Linked DNA regions of Mus musculus: regions 1, 3, 4 and 5 are each linked to region 2. A link is a contact called in public Micro-C, promoter capture Hi-C and targeted proximity ligation data. All regions are on one chromosome and are shown on one strand. The core of a region is the stretch at or near the end of the contact, and the rest is flanking DNA. Distances in the headings are between cores, read along the strand shown.

Region 1 (2,700 bases), core at 22-2,521, 1.1 Mb after region 2:
GGCTCCAGGCCGAGCCACGCAAGCCACTTGCTCAGAGCGGCGGTTGGGGGGGTGGGGGTGGGTTCGGGTGGCTCCTAAAGGTTGGAGCCAAGTAAGGAGAGAGTGCAGGAGTTAAGCAGCATCTTCTCCAAAATGTTTGCAGCCTCTAGGCCGAGTGCGGTGTCCTGGGCGCCCAGGAATGCTGGCCGGCCAAAGGTTAGCTAAAGCCCGAAGCGGGGGAGAGGCGACGCCGCTAACCTGTATGCACTCTGTAATGGGCTTTAAGATGGGAGGATTTTCCATAGACTTTCCCACAGCCACTGTAGGGGCACTTGTGCCTCTTTTCGGAGGCGTGTTTCCCCTTCGAAGCCACTCCAGAGTGGAGGAGGGAGAGTGGGCTGGGCGCGCTGCCAGAATCCTGTCTCTCCTCCGGGCTGTGGGAAGGACTCGACCCAGATTCGGTGGTCACGTCGCTGTCGGATCCTATATCCTCATCGGGACTCTCCAGACTGTCGCTGCACACCGAGGGGGTCTGGATGGGTCGGTATTTGTTGAGGTCCAACAAGCTCTTGGCGATAGTGACCAGCGTGCAATAATCCTTCCAGGTGTCCCCCGGGTCACCGTGTTCCTTGGTCACCTCGCGCTCAGGTAGTCGCAGCCGCTCGGCTTCCGGAGCGCCCCCGTGCTCCGGCACGGCGGCGCGGTTGGAGATGGAAACCAGACACTGGGCAGCCACGAAGTCCATGTAGGCGGCCGCGGACATGGTGCGGGCGACGGCAGCCCGGGCGGTGCGGCCAAACTTGAAGGTGGCTGCGGAGCTTCGGCTAGCCCTGCCCTGGCCTCGGACGACGAGCGCGGTGCGGCGCGGCCGAGGGGGCGGGGGCGCGGGAGCTTGCGACTCGCGGGAGCGCCGAGGCGACCTCAGCCCCTCATCTTTACGTAACCGGCAGCGCCTCCGCACGCAGCAGCCGCGGCCGGCTCCGCCGCTGTCGCCGCCGCCCTGCCCGGCGCCCCGCGCGATCCCACGATGGGCGCGCCCTCCTCGGAGAGATGCCACACGTGGCGGTCGCAAGTTTATTCGACTGCAAACGTGTCGGAGTCCCAGAGAAAGCCAACTGCGAGCCAGGCGCACGTCCTCGACCGCCTCTCCGCCGAGCTGACGCCCCGGGGCATCAGCCGAGTACGCGGACGAGGGGGGCCGGGGCTGAGTGGGGCTCCGCGCCTACGAGACACTTCTTCCCGCGTCCGCCGACGGCCGCTGAGCCCCTGGTCCTGCCGCGCCGCGCCTCTCCGGCATTCTCCAGCTCAGTAACAATTTCGCAGAATCCCATCACGTCACAATCCAGGCCCCCTCCAATTGGCCAGTGGGGAGGGTGATTCAACTCTGTTTACTTTCTCCCCCTGCCAGTCAGAAGGGCCCTTCGGTGGAGAGGTGCGTCTAGAACTACGGCGCGCGGCCAATCCGACCGTTCCGTTCCGCCGCCGCGTGCTGCCCCTCCAGCCCCGAACGCTGACATTTAAAAGGGAAACTGCTCGGAGCCCGGCAACCAGCGGCTGCGCATCCCCGCAGATGCCGCCCAGACCGCGCGCGCGCCTACGCCTCCCGGCCCACGTGCCAGCTGGCGTGGCTTGGGAACGCTTCTCCCCTAGGCAGTTACGCCCATCCCTAGGGACGAAACAGAACTTCAACTTCGGGTTCCCAGCCCTCAAACAGTTAAGTGACTTCCTGCAAACGCTACAGTCCCAGCAACCAGGCTTCCAATCAAAAGTAAGTTGGTTGATGTCACTGGCATTGGCTCAGCCAATCAGAAGGGCGTTCCAAAAGGAAGCGCCCGACACTTGTAAACCTGCGGAGCAGAAGTGAATCGGACAGATCTTTTCATATTTGTGTTGCTGGTGCTAACTCTAAAATATAGATGGAAGGACGGGGTGCTTAATAAACTAAGTGTGAGTCAAATTTTAAACCCTCGATATGGCAGGCCACGTTGTCCAAGGACAGACTCGGATGAGACAGCATCAATTCGTTCTTGTTTGGAATGCAGCACTTAGATGTTTAAAAGTTCTTTCACCCCACACATTAACCAAGAGAAATTCATCTAAAATTTTTCACAGCTAACAAAAGATCCGGTTCCGTATTAAATGGTTCTTACACAAAAGCACCGCCATCTTGGCATTTTGCTAAACCTCCTACTTCCTTGGGCGCCTTTGACTCTAAATTCGCTCTGTCTTGAAGCTATCTTAACCCATAAACTGAGACCAATAAGACATTGCATTTGCATAACTTGAAAAAATCCTTTTCTTTGTAGGGACTCCTCCCTGTTCCTGCTGGGCAAGCCTTTCCTTCCTCTTGCTTCACAATTGTAGAGAACAAGACTGGTCTACCTTATCAGGTAGACGACCGCAGAACTCAAAAAAAAAAAAAAAAAAAAAAAAAAAAAGCACAGGGTTCCCGATTCCTGACTCTGCTTTAGAGGAGCCACCCCTGTGAAATATTAACTGTGTTAAATAGTCCTGAGAACTGGAATCATCCAGAGAGCCTTAACAACTGAATCTTGTGGCTTTACTTGGTCAACAATTAGTGTGGGGTTGGGAGTCTGATGAACTCAGTGTGCTTCTTCCTGAGATGAGTGCTGGGTTGTTTTCCATCATGATAGCTAAGGATCTACAGCAGGGCATACAGTCAACACTGCGGGTTTACAATCCCTCCATTGCCTGGCGGTG
Region 2 (2,700 bases), core at 66-2,565:
ATGTTGGTTTATAAGACCGGGTCTTTCATTTTTCGGGGGCTGGTAAATCCAAGGATCTGTCTCCCCAGCTCTGGGATTACAAATCTGTGCTACCACTCCTGGTTTCTCTTGTTGGGGTTTTGTTTTTGTTGTTGTTGTTTTTGTTCTTTTTTTTTTTTCCTTGAGAGAGTGTCTCAGTTGACATAGTTACTCCTGGCGAAAGGGTTTTGTGGGGAGGAGAGGGCGCTCGTGCGCGAAGTTGCCTGGAATAGAACCTCAGCATCCTTTACAGGATTTTTAAAAAAGCAAACTAAAATACTTAAAATTGCAACGCAGTGGGCAAGTGCGAGCATTCACACCGCACAACTATCACCACTATCCATCTCGCCATCACCACAACTTTTATCCTGTACCCTGGAATCTTCTTAGGATTTTTTTTCCCCCCTGAGACAGGGTTTCTCTGTGTAGCCTGGCTATCCTCGAACTCACTCTGTAGATCAGGCTGGCCTCGAACTCAGAAATCCGTCTACCTATGCCTCCCAAGGGCTGGGATTAAAGGCATACGCTACCACTATCCAGCTTTTCTTTTTATTTTTTTTTTTTTCTTTTTCTTTTCTTTTCTTTTTTTCTTCCTAGGATTTTTTAACCAGACTAGGTTAAATGGAAGGCGAACTTGCGCCCCGGGTGCAGCCTTGGGCACTAGGCACATTCCTCCTTCCCCGCGGTGTGACTAAGCAGGCTCTGGGCTTAGTGCTCCGCCCTCACCTATTGTCCCCCGAGAGGAACCGGTATTTCCGGATTGGAGCCTCAGAGCCAGAGAACCAGGGAGGTTGGAGGGGGAGGGGGATTGAAATTGATCTTAAAACTTATCTTTCACCGATACCATTACCCGTTTCTCTTCTTCCCCAAACAAAAATCAACCCGTTCCACTCCCCTACCGTATACATACAGTGACCCACAAACACCCTTCCCGTGGTTTCTGAGGGGTGACTGACCTTTCCTCGCCAGCACCTGCGGAAAGACTGAAAGCAGATCTGGGCACGAATTAGATAAACCCTGCGAATGTTTATACTCTTGAGCCGAAGCTTGGGGGTTTTGCTGAGAAAAGAGGCGGAAGCGTCGCTCAATCCCTGCCCCACCGCTGGGTGGCGCCGGTGAGGCCTCCCCCTCCGCCAACAGGACGACCCAAAGTGGCGCGAGCTACTTTTTTTTTTTTTTTCCGGGTCTGGAGGAAGCAGGTGATGGCCACCGCCCATCTACCCTCCCCCTAACCACACACACTCTAGATAGGCACTTGTCCCCCTTTCTTCTAGCCCTCCAAACAGGAAATAGGTTGAGTCACAACAATACCCAGGAACGGCCGGTGGCGGAGGTCACTGGCTCCCGCCTGCTGCGGCAGCCCGCGGCACTCCGCCTCCGGACAGGCGCTGCCCGCGCTGCGCCGCCCGACGCCTGGGACCGTCGCTTTCTGCGCGCTGACTCTGCTGGCTGCCGCCGCCCCCCTTCTCCAGGCGAGTACCTGCGGCTCTGTCCCTCCCGGGGTACAAGATTGCTCTGGAGCCTTGGCTCGCCGCGGGGCAGCGTGCGTGAACGCCGGTTGTCCCCGTGGGGTTTGGGATGTGATTTCTTGAGCACTGCTTTTTGCGTGCGTACTTCCATCTCCCACCCTTGGGCAGCCTCGCATCACCGGGGTTGACTTAGGGTCACCCGGGATCTGAGTTTACGCCGCTGCTACAGGTGCCTGGCTCCTCCTTGTCCTTCCAGGCGGGGACATTGTTTCGCTCCCGCAGAGCGTCTCTTCTGCTAGATTCAGAGGGCCTTTGGGTTTCTGTTGGCAGCGATGGTATCTAAGGGGTGGGTGACCTGAACGGGCGCGGAGCGAGGGAAAGCTGGTGTCTGTGTGCAGGTGGGGGCGATCCTGGTGACCATGAGTCTGCCCCCTCCCCCGCCGCCGACAGGAAAACAGTCCCGTCGCTTTGTGAAACATTTAATTCGACTTTGTGTGTGTGTGTATATATATATTTGGGGTCTTTCGACTCTTTTATAAAGGACGAGCCGAGTTGTCAACACAGGGCGTTGTCAGCTCTCCAGGGCTGCTTTCCGTGGCTTTTCTATGGGACTCTCAGTCAAAGCCGAGTTGGAGATTTTTATGTTGGAAAAAGGCCACCGAATGCCAAGCATTCTCCGAGCTTGAAAAGGGTGTTTTCCAGGCTGCTGCAGTGTGCGAGAGGGTTTCTGAGCTACTGTCTCTGAGTTGTCCACCGCGCCTTCCCAGGTCCGCAGGTGTGCGGGTTCTGTTCAGAGGCTCCTCTGGCCTCTAAAAGTTTCCCGACTTTCCTAGTTCATTTGAAAGACCAGTTTCCTGGTAAGGAGAGAGGGATTCTGGGACATTGCCTGGGGGCCTCTTGAAAACCCAGGTTTCAGGCCGCACCCTAGACCTGTTAGCCCTGGGATCTATTTGCACTTTGACCTTTGGGAACCTTTGGCCCAAGAAAAGTGGCGGTGCCCAGCTAAGGAATGAATCACGTCGGACTCCTACTCAGCCTTAAATCTGAATGCTATTTTAAAAATGGGGACAGACAGTACAGCCACACTGGACCTACCCACTCCGCCCCCAGAGCCATTGGCTCTTTATTGAGATTTGAAGATATTTGGCTAACATATAAGGCTGCAGGTTTTTTTGTTTCTGGCCTTGAAATGTGCCTTAAAATGATACGGAAC
Region 3 (2,700 bases), core at 145-2,644, 1.3 Mb before region 2:
TCAAACTGGCACCTTCCCTACACCTGTATTAAAAAAAAAAAAAAAAAAACACTTAAGCATAATTGAACTTCGATAACTTAGGTCGCGACTACAAATTTGTAAATGCTAGCATTTTCAAAATGGCTGAGACGCTTGCCCGGGTCCGCGGGGCGAACCCGGAAAGTGCGCCAACTGATGCGCGAACACGCTGTGCTCCCGCCCATCCCGAGGACTTTTCCAGAAAGGCCCAGGAGCAGCACCTTCCCGCGCCACCTGGGTGAAACCTGGCCCATGAAGCCAGGGACCCTAAGGGCCTGAATCCCCGCAACTCAATGTCTGTGTAACGAGAGGTTCGGGGCTATGGAGATTCTTCCCGGAGGAGCGAACCCCTCAATTTTCAGCTAGGGAAGTAGTTTAAAATCATGGCAGCTCTCCCAGTGGAGCAAACCCCTCCAGTCTGCCAGCAAAGTTTGAATCTCGGGACACCCCCACCGACGCCCAAACATTCCTGGTCCCGGGGTTTTCTGATTCAGGGAATCTCGCGACTCCGTTCGCAGAGCGCCCTTGGAGACTATGGGGGCCCAAGTGCGTGGCGAACCCCGAAATTCAGCTGGAAGACGAGGTCAGAATGAAGAGAACCCCGTGCAGAGTTAAATACTGAGCCACTCGTCTACCGATGGCGAGGGTGCACGTGTGCAGCCCGAATCCCACTTCATTGCTCGGAACAACCCCACCCCCACCCCACCCCGCGCCGCAAATCCGCGGGATTCAAGCAGACGGAACCCGCAACCCTCCATCGCCGCCCCACCCCCACCCCGACCCCGACCCCGGCGTCTGGACCGCGGCTCGCCCAAGCCGGCGTCCGTCGATGCTCCCCCACCCCCGCATCTTGCAGGCTTCCCCGGGAGCCCGGACTCACCTGCGCGGCCATCACCCGCTGTCGCTCCGCAATCAGGCTGCACTTCTTGCACTGGCAATCCCGCCACATGCAGAAGCGCTTGTGGCCCTTGAGCGGCGACGCGTAGCCGTGGTTCCTGCAGCGAGCGCATTTGGGCAGCCTCGGGGACTTCTTGCTTCCAGAACCCAGGCCCGACGGCCCGGAGCCCGAGGCACCTCCGCTGCCCCCCGCGCCCGAGCCTCCAGCCGCTCCAGCCATCGCCCCGGCAGCTTTGCTGTAACCTCCGGCTTTGCCCTGCGGCGGGGCCCCGGGAGCGTGAGGAACCTCCGTCGGGGTAGAGGGCTTGCCGAATGTGTCGTCGTTCGGCATGGAGCTTCGTCTCCCGCTCCCGGATCCACCCAGCCGGCTGCCTAGAAGGCGCGCAGGAGGCGGGTGCACCGCAGCTGGACCTGTAGTCTAAATGAAGAGCTCGGGGAGTGGGTGGGGGGTTGTACCTCTTTTCTTTTTTCTTTTTTCTTTTTTTCCCCTTTTGGCGCGCCTAGCCCAGGACTTTTGGATACTTTTCAGAACCTTCCGAGGATTGCGTGGGCGGGAGAGGGCGCTACGCGGCGTGGCCACGCCCACTGTCCCCCAACTCCATCCACTGCGCTTCTGCTGAGTGCAAGCTTGCACCAGCTGCAAAATTGCTACAAACCTCAGCCGTGTGCAGCGCACCAGCACGAGGAACTCTCTCTGCGCGCCCAGCTCCAAGGAATTGAGCTGAGCGCCAATGGTTGCTTGGAGGAGGTGCAGACCACCCTGTGTGGTCGACTAGCTCCCTTCCCTCACCCCTAACGCCCATAGAGGCCTCTTGGCTAACAGAGACTGGCAGCAATTTTCTTCCCCCCACCCCCACTCCCACCCTCTTATTATAAGAGTGAGACAGATTGAACATCCAAGAAAAGCCGGAGTCTTGTGTTTTTGCAGTTCGTGGGGCTCACGCGCCCCAAAAGTTGAAGGCCTGGGCTTTCTGCCTCCCACAGCCCTGTTTATTTGCTCTCAGGATTTCTACCACCTGGCTCCAGATAGATCAATGTGACATTAGGTGGTTCCCCTCTAGCCTGCTTTGCCGTTTGCTGTAGTAGATAGCTTTTGCCTCTGATGCAACTTCCTTTAAGGACTCTGCAGGCGTGTGGATCTCGGGCATTTCAAAACTAAATGTGACTAGGCATACTGTCATCTCAGCACCTGGAAGGCTGAAGCAGAAAATCCACCGTGAGCTCAAGGCCAGTCTATGGCCACGTAATGAGTTCCTGGCCGTTTAGAGTTATAAAGACCCTGTCTTGGAATACATAAGTAAATAGATTTTTAAAATGGAAGAGAGAGAGAGAGAGAGAGAGAGAGAGAGAGAGAGAGAGAGAGAGAGAGAGAGAGAGAGAAACTGAACTGGTGCCAAGCAGCGTGACAGAATTTGTAATTCCCTCACTGTGGTAGAGGCTAAAGGACCCTAAGTTTGCGGTCAGCCTGGGCTAAGTAGAGAGATCCAGCACCCAAAATTAAAAACAAACAAAATGTGAATCTGGGAGAGGGATCATGCAGATGGAAACATTACTCAAAACTCATTCCATGCTAAGATCTATTTTATTGTATGGAAATGAACGTCACAACCCAACCCCCATCCCCTGCTCCATCACTCTGGAGCCTTTCCTAGGTTTCCCACCTGCTCTCTGCCAGTGTCCTCTGTCCTCTGGCTTCACTTGGGGGAGCAAATGCCCTCAAGATCAGCTCAACCAATGTCCAGATTCCTGTGTCTCTCAAAGTCTGCACTCCCCAATAAATCACTA
Region 4 (2,700 bases), core at 21-2,520, 1.1 Mb after region 2:
TTCTATCAAATGTTTTGTCACAGCAACAGAAAAAAATAAAAAATAAAACGGGGTACAGAAAACGGAGAAGCAAGAGTATGGTTAACACTGTGGATGCCTGACCGTATGGCTCATGGCTGATGGTGGATGAACTTGGAGTTGCAGGTGAATGAAGACCCAGAACACTGTAAGAAAAACATAATGGAACATTTTGGGTTGGGCATCTGGAATACAAAACTGCCAGTGGAGATGCAGACAAGAGATTTCAGAAGGACAGAGCAAGGACTCTACTAGAAACCGGACTAAAAGCCATTCACGTTACATTCTGGCCAAGAATCTGTCTGTAGGGCTGGAGAGATGGCTCAGCAGTTAAGAGCACTGGCTCTTCTTCCAGAGGTCCTGAGTTCAATTCCCAGTAACCCCTTGGTGGCTCAAAGACATCTGTAATAGGATCAGATGCCCTCCTCTGGTGTGTTCGAGGAGAACCACAATGTACATAGAATAGATAGAGAGAGAGAAAGTGAGAGAGAGAGAGAGAGAAAGGAAGAAAGAAAAGACTGTGTCTGCATCCTTCCATGTCCTAGAACCTGATTGAGGCTAATTCAAAAACAAAAACAAACAAACAAACAAAACTAAGTCATTTGAAGGAAATCTTAAGACCAGTAATGGAATGTCACGACTGTGACTCACATACAGATCCAGGTTTATTGAGAGAGCAGTAAATGAAGAAAGAACAAATAAATGTCCTGCAACGTAAGGGTGAGTTTAACGTTAAGAACAAGGCAGATGGGGCTGGTGAGATGGCTCAGTGGGTAAGAGCATCCGACTGCTCTTCTGAAGGTCTGGAGTTCAAATCCCAGCAACCACATGGTGGCTCACAACCATCTGTAATGAGATCTGATACCCTCTTCTGGAGTGTCTGAAGATAGCTACAGTGTACTTAGATATAATAAATAAATCTTAAAAAAAAAAAAAAAAAAGAACAAGGCAGATGCAGAGAAAGTGTCTGTGATGGTTAAAGAGATAAGTGCCATTAAATAGAAGAGACACTCTGGGACTCTAGGAAGCAGGCCTTGAGGGTAAGGGCCCACCCACGGGGAGCCGCTAAGTGTAATGCAGATTCATTTGAAAGGAGTGTTCCTGGAAAGATAGAGCTTTAGCAAAGCCTCCTGGAATGTAGCTGCTTAGGGGGATGGTTTCTCTGGTTAATTCTTGAATGGATACCCCCCCAGGCCCAACAGCTGTGACCCACGTGACCCAGGTTACAGCTCAAACTGAGGGCAGAACTTTGATTCATCCAAGTGTTGTTGATTCTTCAAGAACACAGGATTCAAGAATGAGGGGCGCATGGAGGCTTGCCGAAGGAGGCTTGCATGGAAAGCTGCCAAAGCCAGGCAATGTATGGCTGGGTTGGATTCCCTACATCGAGGCCCTGAAAGGTTAGTGCTTAAAACTATAAAGATGAAGTCTAAGATACAGGGGAGACCCCAGGCTGTTGGAGATGTCAGAAACATGGGGCATTTGCTGAAAACTGCAGCTACGGAGGGAACAGGCTCCGAAGAGAGGCTTCAGAGCTTGAGTGGGGGGCCACAATGGCTGTTAGAGTCTCTATGATGCCCCTGAGAATTTTGATGCGGGATGCACATGGAGCTACATAATTTGAATGGCTCTGTTTCCTTGGCCACTCTAATGGAAAACCCTCTTGGCTGGTCGGCTTTATCTCCTGCAGCCACTAGCCTCCTTCTTTTACCCCATTCCACCCCCTCCTAGTTCTCCTGTGTCTGCTACTTTGCCTGCGGGGACCCGGAAGTCCCGCCTATTTCACCCAGCTCACTGGCCGCTAGCATCTTTATTGATGGATCAACAACCAATTGGAGAACAGGACCTTAGCATCAGCACCATCCCTACATAAGTATGTATGTATTTTTGAGACAGGGTCTCATTATGTAGCCCTGGAACCTGTTTTGTAGACCAGACTGGCCTCAAACTCATCTCTCAAGTGATTCGCCTGCCTCTGTAATGGGATTAAAGGCATGTGTGATCACTGCTGGTTCAAAGGTGAACTTGTGCTGGTTAATTTTTGTCCACTTGATTGGATTTAGTCGTACATAGCGCATTAGTGAGGCACATATTTAGTTTTTTCTATGGGGGTCATTTTCAAAGACAACTAACCTAGGAGGGGAGGCCCTCCCTTAAGTGGGTGGCATCATCTCATGGGTAGAGGCTCAGAAGGAATGAAAAGAGAAAGGAGGAAAGAGAGATAAGCCTTCATTGCTCCCAGATTCCTGACTCACACTAGTGTGAGCAACCAGTCTCATGTACCCTCTCATACTATAGGGAACAAAAATTACTTCCGCCAACCATCAGTGAACATCGAGACCTGGGTGTGACTTAGTGAGATCTGGTCACGTGACATGTCTCATAAAGCTTCGATCAAGGTGTAGTCTGAAGATATCATTAACTGGAGGCTCAAACTGGAGGCTCAAACTGGGAGACTGTGGACTTCAGATTTCACCCACGTGACCAGTGGCAGGCCTCAAATGTGCTTCTTCTTCTTCTTCTTCTTCTTCTTCTTCTTTTTTTTTTTTTTTTTTTTTTTTTTTGGTTTTTTGAGACAGGGTTTTTCGAGACAGGGTTTTTCTGTATAGCCCTGGCTGTCCTGGAACTCACTTTGTAGGCCAGGCTGGCCTCGAACTCAGAAATCCACCTGCCTCTGCCTCC
Region 5 (2,700 bases), core at 198-2,697, 1.4 Mb before region 2:
CACTGTAGGCCAAGTTTTGGTTTTAATTTCTTCACACCACAGCAGCCCGGGAAATGGCAATAAAGGACCAAAGAAGTAGTTCAGCAAAAGAGAGTTAAGTAGCTTCACTTTGGAGCCTTTTCCTTAGAGTTCTTAAAAGGCGCCTTTTTTTTTTTTTTTTTTTTCAAATTCTAAGTCTTGAGGCCTCTTAGCCTGGCTAAAAAAAACAAAACGACTCCTAGTTCCTTTAAGTAAGAGACAAAACGCCTGTTCCGGACCAAGCCAAGAATCACCTAGAAACAGCAAAGCACTGGGCCCTGACTGCTAGCCAGCACCTACTTACCCCCTCGCTCCAAGTGAGAGCCCCCACCCGTCTAAAACCCGCAGCCCGGATAACCCTCCTCATTGTGGTGTGTTTAAAGTCGGTCTTCCCCAAGACATCATTTTATTTTTAAAATTGACCTGCTATGTTCCCTTTCAACCCGGGGAAAGCCTCTGACGATAGGGACACAGCCAGGCGATCTGGTTGGCCCCTCTGGCGGGCTCCTGGGTTCCATCGGCTTCAGACTCTCGAGACCCCCTTTCCGGGAGAGTAAGAACCGGTGCCTGGTGGGGGTGGGGCAGGTCCAACCAGGTCCACTTCCCACAAACTTGTCTTCGGCCTTCCCCCACGATCCCGAAGAGCCCTCGAAGCTCCCTCATTCGGAGCGCGACCCCAGCGCCGCAGACGCTCTCACCTGGTTTAGCAAGCTGCGCTGGCAGCGTCCCGGGCTGGGGCTCCGCGACCCAGCGCAGCGCGGCGGCCGCGGCCAACTCCGCGGTGGGACGAGGCGGCGCGGGCGGCTGGGACGCTTGGGAGGCTGGCGACGACTGCGAGGCGGTAGCGGCGGTGGCCGCAGCGTCCCCCGGCGGCGGGGGCCCTGGCAGAGCCCGCAGCGAGTCCGGGATGAGGCTCTCCAGGCTCTCGTTGGCCTGCTGCCTGCGCAGCGCCACCTGCGCCGCCATCACCCGCTGCCGCTCGATGATCAGGATGCACTTCTCGCAGGTGCAGTCCTTGAAGCGACAGTAGCGCTTGTGGCCCTTGAGCCAGGACAGCACCCCGTGGTTCCGGCAGCGCGCGCACTTGGGCGTGCGCTGCAAGGGCGCCCGCGGCGGCTGCGACACCGGGCCGCCCATGTACAGGTAGGGGGAGCCGTAGCCGTTCATGCCCAGGGCTCCCCCCGGCCGGCGGCGGGAGCTGGAGCACAGAGCTCGGAGGCCCGCTCTCGGGAGGCCCCGGAAGGTCCGCGGCGGCCGGAGCTACGGCAGCAGTCTCCCCGGCTCCGATGGCGCTCGCAGCCCGCCGGTACCCACGCGTGCCGCCTCTCTGCCCGCCGCTCTCGGGGCGCAGGCTCCACCCGCAGGTCCTCCCACGCTGAGGCTCTCCAGCAGCTGCAAGGAGCCGGGGAGAGCTCTGATTACGGTCTGAGCCACTTCCTTCCCTGGTCCCTTCCTCGCAGACTGGACCCAGCACCTCCTCCGCCACCCTCCCCCCCCAGTCCCTCCTCCCTCCCGCCGCCACCCCCCCCCCAATCGGGGTCCCAGCCTCCTTGCGCTCCCCACGCGCTTTCCTCCTCCCTGGCAGGCACCCCTCGGGTTCCTGCACCTCACCTTCCCCGCCACCTGCAGCCTGGCCTCTCAGGCGGGGGCGCTCACAGCCCCCTCTGCCAAGCGCTCTGTTACCCCTTCCTGAGCCGGGAGGGACTGCGCCGCTGCGGTACCGCGGGAGCGCTGGGCGGACCGGGTGTGGGGCGGGGGACGATGGGGAGGGGGGTGGGTGTTTGTAAGCCAGCCGGCAGGCCTCTCCCCTACCCTCTCACGTCGCTCCAGCACTGGCCTCGAAGCACTGAGCCCTAGACCGCTTTCCTTCCCACCCTTGGCCTCAGCCATTCGGAGCTTGCGAGGGAATTGAGGGTACTCCGCAGGTCGGCCCCGGGAGAACCGGGTTTCAAGAACCGGAAAGTCTCCACCTGGCAAGAGGAATCAAAAGAGGGGTAGTAGTGATTCGGGAATTCTTCGCTTGGTTTTGCAATCTAGTTTCTTTTTCATTGCTACAGAAGAAAAATGAGTATTTTTTTTTTTAATCTGTCAGGCTTCAGGAAGACAACTCGTTTTATAGGGTAACTTCAATTTTCTACTTAACCTCCTCTTGTCTTTAAAATAAACAATCTCTGCCTTGAATGACCTCTCTGCCTTGGACTGCCAAGTGCTCTCTTGGATGTTTTTCTTAAGCACTGTTTAAACTTTCCGAGGGTGTAGGGAGAAGACACATTAGTGGCCCCAAAGTTACCTGGTATTTTGTTCACGCAAAGGCCACTGAATCAGCCAAGGTCCGGAATTGCCCAGTTCAAATCCCCACAGACGCTGTGTTTTACTTAAGAATAAGGAATAGACCCTACTCGTAACAATCTTTGCGTGACGATGAAGAGTCTCCTGTATAACCTTAGACTGCATAAGCCTTTTTTTTTTACAGCATAAATTTCGTTTATACTCTTTGCTTGTTTTCAGTATTGGTTTGTCCAATGTCGAGTATTACTACGTACGTGTAGAGAAGGCTGCCTTTTTTCACTCAACCAAGAAAACAACCGAACAAAAATCAAGGCATAAAGTAGGCTCAGGACCGCTTTAACAACTCAGTGGGAAGGAGCCAACGGAAGTCCCGGACGGTCTTTTAGCGGCCCC

The links. Promoter capture Hi-C pulls out the DNA fragments that hold promoters and counts their contacts. A called contact is a pair of places that touch in the nucleus more often than the background predicts.
Region 1: a targeted proximity ligation map of pancreatic cancer cells shows a contact between it and region 2. A contact is called at or near these places in 2 of 39 promoter capture datasets (cranial neural crest and liver), 1 of 484 Hi-C or Micro-C datasets (embryonic stem cells) and 3 of 130 datasets of targeted methods (embryonic stem cells and pancreatic cancer cells).
Region 3: a contact with region 2 is called in a promoter capture Hi-C map of embryonic stem cells, with 2.5 times the contacts expected there. A contact is called at or near these places in 2 of 39 promoter capture datasets (embryonic stem cells and pre-B cells).
Region 4: a contact with region 2 is called in a promoter capture Hi-C map of liver, with 2.4 times the contacts expected there. A contact is called at or near these places in 2 of 39 promoter capture datasets (the 3T3-L1 cell line and liver), 1 of 484 Hi-C or Micro-C datasets (embryonic stem cells) and 2 of 130 datasets of targeted methods (both in embryonic stem cells).
Region 5: a Micro-C map of embryonic stem cells shows a contact between it and region 2, with 9 times the contacts expected there. A contact is called at or near these places in 1 of 39 promoter capture datasets (pre-B cells) and 1 of 484 Hi-C or Micro-C datasets (embryonic stem cells).

What each region holds. Positions count from the first base shown.
Region 1 is chr19:23,139,797-23,142,496 of GRCm38.p6, reverse strand. Klf9 (Kruppel-like factor 9) reads right to left here and starts at 1,271. Exons shown (of 2, transcript NM_010638.5): 1 at 238-1,271. The coding sequence starts at 742.
Region 2 is chr19:24,223,641-24,226,340 of GRCm38.p6, reverse strand. Tjp2 (tight junction protein 2) reads left to right here and starts at 1,315. Exons shown (of 24, transcript NM_001376368.1): 1 at 1,315-1,490.
Region 3 is chr19:25,504,400-25,507,099 of GRCm38.p6, reverse strand. It overlaps Dmrt1 (doublesex and mab-3 related transcription factor 1), which reads right to left and starts at 1,394. Exons shown (of 5, transcript NM_015826.5): 1 at 899-1,394. The coding sequence starts at 1,246.
Region 4 is chr19:23,074,475-23,077,174 of GRCm38.p6, reverse strand. It overlaps C330002G04Rik (a long non-coding RNA gene), which reads left to right and starts at 1,270. Exons shown (of 8, transcript XR_001782629.2): 1 at 1,270-1,418.
Region 5 is chr19:25,609,284-25,611,983 of GRCm38.p6, reverse strand. Dmrt3 (doublesex and mab-3 related transcription factor 3) reads right to left here and starts at 1,447. Exons shown (of 2, transcript NM_177360.3): 1 at 717-1,447. The coding sequence starts at 1,185.